Regions from separate parts of the Mus musculus genome. Here region 1 is linked to region 2. Evidence: chromatin contacts called from public HiChIP or PLAC-seq data. All regions are on one chromosome and are shown on one strand. The core of a region is the stretch at or near the end of the contact, and the rest is flanking DNA. Distances in the headings are between cores, read along the strand shown. Region 1 holds the start of Vwde (von Willebrand factor D and EGF domains). Region 2 overlaps Thsd7a (thrombospondin, type I, domain containing 7A).

Evidence for each region. HiChIP or PLAC-seq counts read pairs in DNA pulled down with a chosen protein or histone mark.
Region 1: a contact with region 2 is called in an H3K4me3 HiChIP or PLAC-seq map of embryonic basal ganglia, with 6 times the contacts expected there. The contact joins the promoter of Vwde here to the enhancer-like site in region 2. A contact is called at or near these places in 9 of 39 promoter capture datasets (the C10 cell line, cranial neural crest, embryonic stem cells and 6 more), 1 of 115 datasets of contacts at active chromatin or transcription factors (embryonic basal ganglia) and 2 of 9 other capture datasets (embryonic stem cells and liver).

What each region holds. Positions count from the first base shown.
Region 1 is chr6:13,223,599-13,227,252 of GRCm38.p6, reverse strand. Vwde (von Willebrand factor D and EGF domains) reads left to right here and starts at 2,288. Exons shown (of 30, transcript NM_001368871.1): 1 at 2,288-2,459. The coding sequence starts at 2,390.
Region 2 is chr6:12,335,785-12,339,382 of GRCm38.p6, reverse strand. It overlaps Thsd7a (thrombospondin, type I, domain containing 7A), which reads left to right. Exons shown (of 28, transcript NM_001164805.1): 18 at 658-802; 19 at 2,016-2,131. Among named protein-coding and RNA genes, the nearest start is that of Gm38583, 99 kb to the left of the region's middle. Within about 2 kb of position 1,947, at least 7 of the 459 cell types and tissues checked have an H3K27ac peak or open chromatin away from gene starts, as enhancers often do. A contact at or near this core is called in embryonic basal ganglia and second pharyngeal arch cranial neural crest, where this site is marked.

The sequences.
Region 1 (3,654 bases), core at 1,039-3,538, 890 kb before region 2:
TATTCTATTGCATCATCAATCCCTGAGAGTATTGTTTCTATCTTTTACAGTCAGTATGTGATGCTTACATCTGTAGTTCTTGTTCACTAACTCAGATTTTCCATTTCTAGACTTTCCTAATTTCCTCTGTGTATGTGTGTGTGTGTGTGTGTGTGTGTGTGTGTGTGTGTGTGTGTGTTTTATTGTTTCCATTTCCATTCTCAGGGCTTGAATAGTTTTATCCATCTTTTTATTTTTTGTATTTTTTCTTTTGTATTTTTTAAGGAATGTACTGACTTCTTCCATTTTTTTAATTTCTCTTTTCTTTAAGAGATTTTTGTTTCATTTCCTCTTTAATCCTTCATCATTTTCATGAAGTTTGTTGTAAGGTCATTTTCCTGTGCTTGAGCTGTATTGAAATTCAGGTTTTGCTGTCATTGAATAACTGTCCTATGGTTGTGGCACATTGCCCTGGCTGTTGTGGATTGTGTTTTTACACTGACATTTGGATTTGAGATGATTATAGCTCTACGTGCTGGTTTTGAGTTTGTTTTTGTTGGATGGTTCTTTTGTCTGTTGGTTTCTATTTCTACTTTGGCTTTCTATTCTTTTTGGCCTGGATCTGGTGGCCTACAGGATTCCCTAATCAGAAAGGAGTCTCTCTGAAGTCTTCTAGAGCTGGGGGCAGTGGCCTAGCAGCAGGGTAGGCATTGAGGTATAGAAGAGCAGTGATGCTGAATCTAGGGAGTGGGACAGTTCCGCTGACAGGTAGCACACTCACTTTTTTTTTTTTTTTTTTTTTGACTGGTGTGGCCTGCACCAAAGCAGGGGACGTCCACCAGAGTTGAGGGCAGGGCAGTGAGGTAATAGTAGATGGGTCTTTGTGATAGAGTCTAGGCAGTGGGGGCCAGTTCTGCTAGTAGATTGGTTACTCACCTGTTTTTCTGATGGTCTGCTAAGAGACAATTTCTCTTTTATATTACAAGGAATAAGTATGTAATTTAAAACAGAATTTCTTAATGCTTGTGGTATCCTCTATCTTCTGCACTGAGTCCCACCTTGTCTATATAATTCTATAGGGAGAACTGTGATCTGAATCCAGCAGGTCCCTCCAGGAAACACTTTGTTCACCAATGTCTCTTTTCCCCTCGAGTCAAGGCTGGTCAGGGTAAAGTCCTAGGTGATTGATCAGGGAATTCTGGGTCTAAAACTTCCAGAGAAAAATCATTGAGATTTAAAACATTAAATCACACACACAAGCACACACACATATGAACATATATATACACAGTTTCAAAGGGATCTGCTTTCTTTACAGAGGCAAATACACCTCTGAAGACTCAAACCACTCTCAGGTTTCCCAGCAACCAGGAAGGCCTTTTCCTTTGCTGAAGCATCCTGGGTCAGCACTAGACAGCCTAGTCAGCTCACCTACACGCACAAAGAGCTGGCACCACACTGATACCAGTCACTCTTTCCTTTCTGAGTTGTGGGGGCAGAAATGTAGACAACGGCATCAAAGGAGACAACAAGGGCAGCTTCTGGGAAGCAGGCTCACCTGAAGAAGCAAAGCAAAGCAAAGCATAGAGGCAGCTGCAAGTTTAAGGCTGCATCTACCCTGTCAAAGGAAATGATGGTTCAGTTCGTAAAGTGCTTGCCGTGCAGTAGTAACAATTTGATTTCAATTCCCAGAGCTCACTCAAGAAAGCCTTCTTGTAATCATACCACTGGCTGAGATCCCTGGACTTCATTGGCCAACCATCCTAGACTATTCGGGAGGCTAACAAGAGACTCTATCTTAAGTCACCAGTGCTTGACAAATGATACCTTCGGTTAGCCTCTGGTCTCCACAAGAAAAGATGTGTGTTATAACCAGATGGTGATGTCTTCTTCCTGTAATCCCAGTATTTAAGGGGTCAAAGGATGAGAATTGTAAGTTCAAAGTCAATCTGATCTAAGATGAGGCACCCTACAGTCAACGAACAACAACAACAACAAAATCCTTTCCAAACCCCACCAAAAACAGTCTAGATTTTTTTTGGAGAGCTTGCACTTGAGCAGTTTTTCACTATTTGTTAGGAGTAAGAGCTAAATCCCAGAGCTCCTAGAAGGCTATGTTAATGCAGATGACATCCTTGGTGATAGGTGATAGGATATCCAATACCTGCTGGGTGATCTGGGTCCCTGTGGACAGCTTGGGCGTGGCTTTCAGAGAGGTGGGTAGCCGGGTTGGGAGGAGTCTAGGGCTGGCTCTAGGGACCAGAAGTCTCCCTTAGAAGCACTCATTTGGACTCGTAGCTCCTATGAAGGCTGACCTGCAACAAACTCTGAGAAAGTCCAGGGAGTAGAGGACTGGGGTCAGGTTTTCCCGATCTGTGATACGGGCAGTGACCCGTGCACAACCCTAGCAATGAGGGGCGGAGCCTGGGCACGGCTGGTGACTGCGCTGATGCTCCTGGTCCAGGGAAAATGCCAGCAAGGTAAGTGGCTGGAGAGGGCGCATAGAGGCGCACTGCCTGAAGCTGAGTTAGGACGAGCGGCTGAATCACTGGCGTCCCCCAGACATCTAGGTGCCTTTCTCAGCCAGCTGCTCCTGGAATTTAAGCTCAGGCTGCCCGAGAACTTCCTTTTGGAATCCCTTGGTCTTGTTTTGGTTTCTTTTGTTCCATGCAGATCTCCTGATCTTTAAACTCCTTTAATTTAATGCAAGAACCATTGCGGAATCTGCCCGGATACCATACCGGAAAGAGGATCGGAACTAGTTAGAAACTAATGATCACTACTCCAGACCACCTCTGGAAACAATTGGTGAAAGCTTCATTTCCAAGTGCACTACTGAGCTAGTATTGTGTATAATAGCGTTCCCATCATTTAGTACCGTTTCCTGCCGCGAAAGAGAGCTTGATGAGAAAGAAACTCCTACCTACTTCATCAAAGCTTGACAGAGAAGTATTCAGCCGAGTGACGTTAATGACATAAAAAAGAGCCAAGTCCCTTAACCTTTCTGAGCGTCTTTGTGCTCTTATTGATAGGAATATTAAACAAAAGGTCACTTAGTCTTGTAAGTCAGATTTTTTGGTGAAAGTAAATGATGTGCACAGCTCTCTGCAGCTTGAAGAAAAACCACATGAGCCATGTCTAAAGGTTGAACAGATAATTGTCTTTGTGCCGTCTTGTCAACCTTGAGCAGTTTTATTAACATAAGTTTGGCCTGAAAAAGCAGGAGAGAGAAAAAAGTCGGCATTTCCCATGTGAATAATAATAATAATAATAATAATAATAATATCAACAACACTCGATTTATTTCTGAAAATGCATTTCCTGTGCATTTATCTGTGGCTTAAGTTTGTTAGATTTACCAGGTATTCAGAAAAAGCTTTTCTTAAACGAACATGATAGTCGTAAATATTCATAGGCAGAAGAGTGTGACTGGATGCAGGTATCTAGAGTCTAAAGAACAGATCAGTCATTACGATACCTGTCTTCTTAAAGCTGTTTTAATTTTTCTTTTCTAGTTCTTTATACAATATAGAATACATTCTAGTCAACTGTAGTCAAAACACTGTGTTGGAGAACATTATCACTTACCCCTTGTAGATATTCTCAAGCCTATTTAAAAAATCAACTTTTCCCTCACCCCCTGCCCTTCCTAACCCTATAGAAGAAAATCCATTA
Region 2 (3,598 bases), core at 698-3,197:
GGGAGTGGGTGGGTTGGGGAGCAGGGTGAAAGGGAAGAGGATAGGGGATTTTTGGACAGGAAAATAGGAAAGGGGATAACATTTGGAATGTAATTAAATAAAATATCTAATAAAAGAAATAAATGATTTAAGAGACCAAAACATCCTAAGTAATGAAAGAAACAACTACTCTTTGATTCAGCCCTTAATATACTTATTATATCATGTATAAAATATTTGAATTTTAGTTAATTCATTAATGTACTATTATATGTACTTTTATGAATTCAGAATTTTATATATATATATATATATATATATATATATATATATACACACACACACACACACATTTTACATCAGTCAGGATTATTATACCTCAGAGTTTTTTGAGAAAGACCTGTGTGACTAAGTTGTGAATAATTGACATGACTGTCTAAGAAAATTGCTAATTTTTTTGTAAGTAATGGTGTTTTGATGAAGGATACTGCATAGGGGAGTAACATTAAGCCAAAGAAATCTTAAGGGAGCAAAATTTCTCTAGAAGGATGGAGTTTCACTACTGAAAACCATGTGGGATAGCTACTTGAGACATGTGTGTGAGGTGATGATGAATCAGAATATACACAATAATATGTAAGTTTACCTTTCTTAAAAACTGGTATTGTTCTCTGTAAGCCTTGCAATCCAAGTGGTTCGAGGCAAAGGTCAGCCGATCCCATCAGACAGCCTGCTGATGAAGGAAGAGCCTGCCCTGATGCTGTGGAGAAAGAGCCCTGTAGCCTGAACAAAAATTGTTACCACTATGACTATAATGTCACAGGTAAAGCACCTCATCGTGTCCTTATACATTCTGATGCTTCTTCCAGTAGGAATCGACTCCAGACATTCTCAAATCCCAGGCCAGCTCTACCTGTGTGCCATTTAGACACAGTTTAAACTCTGAGACATAATCAGTGTCACATGACAGAAGTAGTCATCTGTTTTACTTTTTTTTAGAAATCATCAAAATAAAAAGAATAAAAGTGTGCAAAGACTATATTTATGAAGTATGTGATAAATACTCAAAATGATCTTTTTTAAAATCTCCTATTTTGAGATTATGGAAAATATTTTCTTTTTTATCAGATATTTGATTGTTACATATACATAAATAATTCTTGAGACACTGGAACATTTGTGAACATTGACATGATATAAAATGTCCATAGTCTTAAAAATAATTATCAGAAAAGTAGACTTGTGATAAATTGCATTTATTTCTTAAATTTCAGTTAATATCATCAAAATATACACATCAACAATATTTTATTGGTTCATATGGTTTGGTACAATGTTGAAGCTAACTTGGATTTTTTTCCTAGTAATGTTTATGTTGAAAAAAAGCTCAAGAAATTGAAGAAAGACACATAGCAGTTGCACTGGCTTATGTCTCTTAGTTTTCTCTACAATTTGCTTTGATGCCACAAAGGAAATCAAAGTTCTCTAGGGTACATTGTACTATCCTGGAGAAAGATGAAAAAATGGTTTTAGGAAAAGATACAAAATAAGAGAATTTAATAAATATGCTGAATTTATTTACAAAATGAGTTTGTACTTTTAAAGACTTTTACTTCCTGCAAATGAATGAAGTACATAGTATTAATATAACTACATAGAGCACCATCCATTAAAATTATTTTGCTAAAAGATGCATAATTGTACATTTTTATTTCTATTCTTCTTTTAAAAGTTTTGACATGGTATTGATCTGTGCGACCAAGTCATTTTTACAATATCACTAAATAGCTAGCTGTCAAGACTGTCGAGTAGACATCTGCCTCAAAAAATAATCCCCACCGCTATGTGCAACCTCAGCAATTTCATTTGACTCCTAATATGTTCAAATCTGGGACCCATATGCTCTGCATGTGGGATGATTGATTGAGGGGCTTAGGAAGCAGTTGTGAATTAGGCATGGGATTCAGGTCATCAGAGTTTCATCTGACGTCTGTTACATGCACCGCCTTCTGTTCTGATGGGTCTTTTTCATTCAGACTGGAGTACGTGTCAGCTGAGCGAGAAGGCAGTTTGTGGGAATGGCATTAAAACAAGGATGTTGGACTGTGTTCGAAGTGATGGCAAGTCCGTTGACCTAAAGTACTGTGAAGAGGTGGGTGAGTGTTGAGTTAAATCTTTGAAGGAATTCTTCCCTGATAATTTGAATTCACATGGAGCCAAGTGGCATTTGCTCCACCCACTTGCATGGGCAACAGCTGTTTTCACAGGCTGTCTAGTGCCCTCTTGAAAAGAGACAGTATCCACGCTACCGATTTCCACAGATAATTTCCTGTACTTTGTTCTGCTTGGAGCCCTGAGGTATGCTAATTAGCCAATTCTGGAAAAAAATGCTTAGGAAACAATAAGCAATCAAGGTGAATAAAAGCAATAAATCTTAATCAGACCATTCATCATCTTTTGTAATTTGATGTGATTTGGGTGCAGAGCTTGGATACCTGCCAAGATGCATCATTTATTCTTTTTGTTGCTAAACATTGATCACATGCAGTTTCAGAGCAGATTTTGATATGAAGATCTGATACCCAGCTGTGAAAATCTAAGTACTTAGGTCTCAGGTCTGGATAAGAGAGCTCAGTGCTCCAGCAAAGCAGTGAAGTCTGTCACTAATAGCTTTAAGGCTCAGAGATGTCGTTTATAGTTAATCGTCAAAGCAAAGTAATGCTATGATTCTTAGCTCCGGCGTTCTGGGCAGCAGAGATACGTGGCATTGGCCTTTCTCTTTTTCATGAAGCTACACCTTGCATGGAAGAGATTTCTGTCTGATTTTTCACACCACAAAGGCAATGACGTTCCTGTCCTTTCACTCCCTGTGCTTCTGATATGCACAGGGTCATTTTTCAGACCAAAATAAGCAAGAGCTTCAGTAGATGTGAAACAGAATTTTCTTAACTCTCAAGGGAAAGAAAGCCACCAGTGGAAACTACTTGAACCCACTTAGTGCCGTTGTCAATGTGCATGTAACTTTAACTTCCTCACATCTCTGTCTATAGGGATGGACTTCTAGAGGCTCTGAAAACATTGCTTTGTTTAGACAATAAATGTCTCCCTGTAAAATCTTGTTTACCAACCTATTTATATGTTAAATTAAAGTAAGTTAAAATCAGGTTTTTTTAATATTATAATTTAAGCAATATAACCAACAGTAAATAACAATTTTGTGCTTGAAGATGATTACAACAAAAACTAACATCCCGGAGAATGGTAGGTGATCCTGCTCGGGGTGATTAGTGTAGTCTCTGGCAAACACCCAGGAAAATTTCCTCCTTACAAGAATGTGAAATGAGACTGCTTTAGTAGTAAAGCCCAATGCATTCAGGACTCTTTTAAATTGCTTCTTTTGCTTTGTGAATTTTGCAGGGACAACTGCAGGTTCAGATCCTAACACCCTAGCAAATGCTGTCTTCAGGGAAAACTAAGCTGCTCTCTGTGGGAATTAAACAACACACATACCATTTTATGCATCCCTATGAGTCCAGCTGGATGCTCAGACCACCTACCTACCAACCCCTGTGCAAACCCTGTATTCAGTTCAGCAGCAGTAGGTAGCTCTTGCTGCTTC